Regions from separate parts of the Rattus norvegicus genome. Here region 2 is linked to region 1. A link is a contact called in public Hi-C data. All regions are on one chromosome and are shown on one strand. The core of a region is the stretch at or near the end of the contact, and the rest is flanking DNA. Distances in the headings are between cores, read along the strand shown. Region 1 has its middle 72 kb from the start of Ppp1r3c. Region 2 holds the start of Ppp1r3c (protein phosphatase 1, regulatory subunit 3C).

Evidence for each region. A called contact is a pair of places that touch in the nucleus more often than the background predicts.
Region 2: a Hi-C map of liver shows a contact between it and region 1, with 4 times the contacts expected there. The contact joins the promoter of Ppp1r3c here to the enhancer-like site in region 1. A contact is called at or near these places in 3 of 12 Hi-C or Micro-C datasets (kidney and liver) and 1 of 1 datasets of contacts at active chromatin or transcription factors (oligodendrocytes).

What each region holds. Positions count from the first base shown.
Region 1 is chr1:243,804,560-243,808,297 of GRCr8, forward strand. No RefSeq gene overlaps it. Among named protein-coding and RNA genes, the nearest start is that of Ppp1r3c, 72 kb to the right of the region's middle. Within about 2 kb of position 1,417, at least 8 of the 93 cell types and tissues checked have an H3K27ac peak or open chromatin away from gene starts, as enhancers often do. A contact at or near this core is called in liver, where this site is marked.
Region 2 is chr1:243,876,617-243,880,250 of GRCr8, forward strand. It overlaps Ppp1r3c (protein phosphatase 1, regulatory subunit 3C), which reads right to left and starts at 1,911. Exons shown (of 2, transcript NM_001012072.1): 1 at 1,810-1,911. The coding sequence starts at 1,823.

The DNA of each region.
Region 1 (3,738 bases), core at 167-2,666:
GGGTTCAGGTTGCTGTAGAAAACTCGTTCTCCTGTGGAAGTGCTTGTAAGAGAGCCTGTTAGCTAGCTAACACAGAAAGTCACAGATCCATCGTTTACTGAATACACTGGTAGAGCCACAGATCGATGTGTAAAGGCAGAGTGGAGCACACTCTGCTATAGGTCTGATGACTTCTTGGCTTTTGGATTGGGGGAAGCTCGAGGTCTGCTAAAAATACTTGCAAAGCTTTGATAGCTACCAGGGTGTTGGGTTGGGAACAGGATAGTGGTGAGTTGCTTTCAAAGGGGACTAAAAATAGCCCAGGATAAATCAGCTCTGGTCTATATTTAACACCCTATAATGATGAAATTCAGTCACTTGGTCCTGTAGAATTTTTAACACCTCTTAATTCCCTTTTTTCTGGGCTATGCTGGCTAGGTTTATGTCAGCCTGACTCCATCTATAGTCATGTAGGAGGAGGTAACCTCCACTGAAGAAATGGTCCCCACCAGAGTGGCCTGTAGTCAAGTCTATGGAGCAGTTTCTTGATTGGTAATTGACAAGGGTTGGGGGCACAGATCGAGGTGGGCTGTGTCACCTCTGGGAAGGCAATTGTGGATAATACAAGAAAACAGACTGGGCAAGGCATGCAGAGCAAGCCAGTAAGCATCGTCCTTCCATGGCCTCTGATTCAGTTCCTGCTTCCACATCCCTGCCCTTCCTCCCCGGATGATGGAGGGATGCTGTAACCTGAAATAAACCCTTTCCTCACCTTCAAGTCATTTTTGATCATCATGTTTTTCATGGCACTAGAAACCCTAGCTAAGACAACACTAATAGGTATATTTTAAGTCAATAATTATAATGTAACATCTACTTCCCAGTCTCTCTCTCTCTCTCTCTCTCTCTCTCTCTCTCTCTCTCACACACACACACACACACACACACACACACACGCATGCACACAAAAGGAAGGGGTAATCCTAGTTTTTATCTGATTACTTGTCTTCTATAAACACACCAGTCTCATCTCAAACAGCTTCATTACACCTCCATACTGCCCTGAGAGAGGGGAGAGAGAAAGAGAGAGAGAGAGAGAGAGAGAGAGAGAGAGAGTGTCACTTGGTGTCCTTGGTCTTCCTTGGAGTGAACCACTAAAGTACACACCATCCAAAGACTCCAAGTCCTCTCTAACCCTATACCAGCAGCACAAATGCCAGCCCTCAGAAAGGAATGCTTAAGCTCTTTGTGGGTGTCCATATCCTAGCTGTAATTAACCCCAGTCCTGCCCAGCTGCTCTCAGTCCTCTTTACCCAAACTGGTCTTCAAGCATATTCTGTGGCCAGCCTCAAATCAGGTTGCTGGCACAGTCCCTGGGTATTGACCTATTCAAAGATTATAAGTGAGCAAACAGAAGCATGTTAATTTTTAATTTCACTTTGATTGATCAGACTTCCTCTTTGTCCTCTAACAAGACACACACAACAGCCCTTGCCCTACATTGAAAGTCCACTGATTCGGCCATCCTGGCTTTTCAACACAGCACTCATTTTGGTTTGGCTGCTGCCATTTTAGAGAATTAGGGAGTTTCTGAGTTGAGCATCTACACTGAACAGCTTAATATTCTTAATGAAAGCGGAATACACAGGGCAGAGAGATATGAGGCTTGGGCTTTGGAGCAGAGATGAGGAGTGCCTTCTAACAGAGACTGAGCATTTCCACCACCCCTAGTTTAGAATATGACACTGCCAATCTCAGACACCCTCACATCCACATCGGAGGGTGATTTTAACACCCTGCAACACCAGGCAAAAACCTGCTGAGATGTATCCATTCCCTCACACAAGAGCTCCACTGTCTGTCGAGCCCTTAGGTTCACATAACTGTCACACCATGCTGGGAGGTAATTGTCAGCTTCCTCACTTAAGTGGAGAGCCAGCCATCATTTTTTTTTCCTTTTTGAGGCTGAAGTGGTTTGGGTATGAAAGCCACATTTAGCCCAAGTCAGGAAAGGCAACAGGAGCATTTTCCTCATCTGGAGGGAATACCGGCTTCTGTGATCATCTATTTGTCTGCCCTGACACTAACTGCAGAGAAAGAAAATAATTCTAAAGCTGCCCTTTGCAACCTGGAGCCATTTCTCTGTTGGAGATGTCTTTCTAAACCGAAATAAGAAGTACAGTCGGGGCCTAAGTGCGACTTAAATGCTGGAGACCCACTGAGCAGAGATTCAGTCAGCCATTTTAAATAATACACTCCAGAACTGACTAGACGTCTGTGTGTGCGCGCACACACACACACACACACACACACACACACACACACACACACGCACGCAAGCACGCATTCGTGCTTTATTCTTTTTTTTTTTCCGGAGCTGGGGACGGAACCCAGGGCCTTGTGCTTGCTAGGCAAGCGCTCTACCACTGAGCTAAATCCCCAACCCCGCATGCTTTATTCAAAGATATTAGCAAGTGACTGAAAAAGAGGGTGGAGAGGTTGTGTTCAATGCATAGAGGAGAATCCGCCCCATTATGCAAGCGTCACAGAACTTGAAGATTGAAAGGAAGCTAAGAAATCAGTAAACTGGGGCCTGCAACCTTTCTCTGAGGAGCTTGTTCTCAATTCCCCTAAATTTTATGATCACAAAGACATAACTCATTCTTAGTGTAGTGGGAGAGAATGGGTTCGGTTTTCCTGAGCACGCGATGCTATCATCTACCAGTTCTGAGATTTCCTGGGCCTGCCATTGCTGCGGTGACATTTCTGTGGAGAAGCAGCCCCACGGTGTCTCCCTCCCAGTGGCCATACCTGTTAGGGAAGTGCCTCATAAATGCTGTCTTCCTCCTGGATAGTTGCAAGGTTCATCTCCAGAGTAAATTCTGAAAACTAACCTTCGCTGTAAGAAACGCCGTCCGTGACCTCCGTATCGTCCAGGCTATGGGGCGACTGGGACCCAGTAAGGACTGTGATGCTTCAAGGTTTTGCATATGCAGGGAAGAAGCAGCAGCTATTAGGCGCTGCAATGAAAGGCTTCTCCATCACCATTGTCTCTGAGGCTTATGTAAGACAGTGATTCTTCATGACTAAACGCAGCCAGCCGAGTCTGTCCTCTCAGAGGCTTGGTGAGCACTAACTTCCTCAAGCTGCAATGGTTTTAGGTTTTCCAAACTTAACTACACGGTCCTCTCGTGCCTGTTCCTCAAAGAGGGAGAAAGTCCGATAATGTTTCTCTCTGAAATCCCTACAGGGCTTCTGCGTACATTTTACTAATTTTGATTGACTCACTGATTGAACAAGTGTTTGCTGAACACGGCCTATCCTTCGGGACCAGGCACAGGAGATGTAAAGTTAAGTGAGTCCTAAGCCCCCAGCAGCCTCCAAACCAGAGCATTCTATACTGATCTGCTTTGTAACAATTTTCAATATCCTGGGCCCATGATTATAACAGAAGGACTAGTTAATATGGAACACTGTTAGAGCCCACTCCTGCTGCTACAGTTAATTTCACAGGTGACAGATCTAGCCACCGATTTGGTCACAGCTTTGGTCAAGTCAGAGTCTAGCTTTTGTCTCCTCTTGGAAGGATGGTAGAGAACAGTCTCCTACCTCTCCACAGAACTACTAGCAAGGCTGAAAGTGTCTTCCATGAGAAAACCTGGGCTGCATCTCTGAGAAGAAAACAGCCCAGTGAGTTCAGCAAAACTTCAACCCTACAGACGTCTACAGGCCAACTTCCCTGTGGCCAGCTGAGTAGTC
Region 2 (3,634 bases), core at 661-3,160, 73 kb after region 1:
TCCTAGGAACCTGAAAATTAGAACCCTACAGTGAAGCTTCCTGGCATCAAACCAGCCAGGTAAAGACATTCTTAAAGCTTCCCCCAAAAGAGTCTATTGGCCAGACAGCTTCTTCCATAATCACAGTCCCAGACAGAGCCGCTCATTCCCTCCGGCTGCTAATTCTTATTTTGGCTCTTGAACGGGTTTTACTTCTCAGGGGAAGCAATCCCCTTGGGAAGAGATAAAAATGAAGCAATTTTTTTAAAGGTCATATTGTCCTTAGAGTGACAGGAGGTGACACTTGTTAAAAGAAAGAATGACATTTGCATTTTACCGCAGTAATCCACATTTTTCACAAATGACCAACGTGACACCAGCCAGTACCTCACAGACTAAAGGTAAAGCTTTAAACGGTCTACATTTCATATAGAAAGATGCCCGTGCCAAGTGCAACTGTAGATAAAATATCTGGCTGCTGGGTTAATAGACTTATTCATGCTGTCCAATAATTACCACTTTACTATAGCTCTGTCTTACAGCCTGCAGTATACATTATAGATACAAAATAAAGTGTAGTTTTAAGAACTGATAACCTGACATTGAACTGTTTTAAAATACACTGTAGATATATGAATTTATAAATACTGAAATCCTACAGGGAGAAGACTAAGATGTCCATTACCTTGGCCTGGTGGAATTACAGTACCTACCGGTTTGGGCTGCTATGGTGTTTCCTATTGTTGGGTAACTGGTATTTACAAGCAGAAAGGCAGTTACAACAGTGCCCATCCAACCAAGAATCATCCACCAAGACTTTTCCTGGCCTTTCTTTCCCTTGAACCACACTCTATTTCCACACTTACGGAATTAAGATTTTCCTCTCCGATTTCCGCCTTATAAGTCAAAGAACATGAAATACAGTAGGTGCCATTTTTGCAGCCTGACTATTAATTGTTTATTCTTTGACAGTTCATATATGACTATAACATACTTTGATCACATATAGAGTCTGGCTGGAAGAATTCTCTTCATACCACCACTAAGCAGAGCACCCTATAAATGGTCACCATCACAAAAGCCCAGTAAAGAATGTACACAGACTCATTTTAATAGCCCTAGGGTTTTTCTGAGAGGATCACAAACTTCCAGCAACAAAAACTCAAGATGTATCTGTCTCACAACGTTAACAGGCAGGATTTGGGGAGAGAGAATTCTTGGACTAAGTCAAGACTGGAGAAGCAACGAAATTTCATGAGATGGTCTTGGTTACCTGGTTGATGGAGCTGTTGTTCGTTTTTATTGGTTGGGCTGTCGTTTTTCTTTTTCACTTCTGCATTTATAGAGAGTTTTAGTATTGGGCTAGTTCCCTGGAATTCTTAGTCCCAGCCAAGAGTTAAAAATAATAGTTTTCTCAAACTCTAAGACTGAATATTCTATGGCAAGCCAGGATAAGGAAAATGGGAAAAGAAATGCAAATCCTCCTGGAACTTTTGCTGCAGACTAAACTACCCCACCGCAATACATGGGTGCAAACTAAGCTGCCCCCCAAGTGCTTGGATCTTTGAGCTCAAAGGCAACAGTCACTTCAGCAAAGGGAATCGCAGCTAAAGCTGACTCACTAAGGCAGTTTCTGCTTTGAGATGTAGATTTCCCAAAACAGGCACTAAGAAATACAACTCTAAGTCCATCCCTTCAAGGCCTCCGGGACAATTAAACTCAGCCATCAACCTGGGAGTCTCCCATCTGCAGAGAAGGCAAAACCACAGAAGCCCCCAAAGTCCCCGCAGCTTCGGGTTCCCCTCCAATAGGGCGCGGAGTTGCACGTACCTGGTGCAGCTCATTGGACCGAGAGGCAGTGGCGACCGCGACAACCGCACCCAGCGCAGCTTCGCACCACGCACTTAGCGGATGCAGCGCCGCGGTCAAGCCCGCCGACTGACCGCAGGCAAGCGGGGAGGCAGCTTATCAGAGCCCGATCACGTGAGCTGGTCCCTCGGACCAATCAGAGGCCCGATTCCCCGGCCAACCGCTGCGCAGCTGGGGCACGAGCCCCTGTCCCTGGAACGTGATCACCGCGGGGCTGGATGTGACCAGAGCGTGCTGGAAGGCGGCCGCAGTGTCCGGGAGCCCTGGGCCAGCGGGACCCAGGCGTGTTCCTGGAACCTGGCGTGCAGCACGTAGCTCACGGCTCGCAGCTGGCCTTCTGCAGCTTATGCGAGCCTGGCGGGGTCTTCTATGGAAACGCGTGGGTCTGTGCAGAGTTGAATCTGAGCTCAGAAAGTTGTGGCTCCACCCCTTGTCTGTGAATTTTGAAATGCTTGTGGTGCTCCTTGCGTTGTGTATCCAAGCACCCTTGGCCCAAGCAAAAAAAAAAAAAAAAAAAAAAAAAGTTGGCTGGCTCTTCTTCCTACACAAATAAAGCCTCAGAACCACCCAAATGTTAAGAAAACACATGAGCCGGTGAAACGAAGTGGCCCAGTGTTCTCTTCCCTCTGAAGACAGAGGCAGAGAGCCAGCCTGTACAGCTTAGCAAGACTCTGCATCTAAATAAGCAAACCGACACTATGCTGATCTATTCAGCTTTCTCCTTGGAAGAGAGAACTATAGGCCAACACGAAGTTACTGTCCTTGCTCTTTGTCACCAGACACAGCAGATAGCCCAGATCCCTAGACAGAGTTCTGACTTCCCTAGGCAGAGTTCAAAGTCACAGTTCATCTCACGCTTTCTCTGAGATTTCCTTCTTTTCTTTTGGAGCTTGAAGGGACCATATCTGTTGTACCATTAAAAACTATGAAGTCCGACCGGCTGTGATGGAGCACACCCAGCATTCCGGAGGCAGAGTCTGGCAGATCTCTGTGAGTTCAAAGCCAGCCTGGTCTACAGAGTGAGTTCCAGGGATTACACTGAGAAACCCTGGGGGTGGGGGTGGAGGGGGCTATAAAATTAGTCAAACGCAAATGTCTTCTTCTTTTGCTCTGTTTTTGTTTTGAGATTTTAATATAATTACATCATTTCCCCCTTCCCTTTTCTTCCTCTAAACATTCCTATGTATGTTCCTGGTTCTCTTTCAAATTCATGGCCTCTCTTTTTTTCTAATTGTTAATATATGCGTTATGTGTACAGATTATTTTTACAAGCCCATGGCCTAGCTCTGCTCGGTTACCCAGAAGCCAATCAAAACGTGCAAAAATTTCCTCTGCCATTTAACTGTCAAACACTAGAATTGTTGCAGTAAAGAAAAAGCAGTCCATGCAATGGGGTGGAGACGCGGCGGCTCAGACGTTAGGAATGCCTTGCTGCTTTCTGCGGCTCAGAGGACAGTTCCTGGCACCCAGCCCGGGTGGCTCATACACAACTCCAGTTTCAGGGGTTCTACTGCCCTCCTCCTCTGCTTCCCCAGGGCCTGCACACATGTACACACAAACACAAAGACACACACAAGTAAAAATAAAATAAATATATTTTAAAAGGAAATACATGCTGAACATCACAGAGAAAAATACTTGACAATTAGACTTCTTAAAGATTTTTATTTTATACGGATGAGTGTTTTTGCCCCTGTGTATGTATACATACCAGATACGTGTAGTACCCTCAGAGGTCAGAGGTGGGCATTGGGTCCTCTGTCATTGGAATTAGATGTAAGCCACC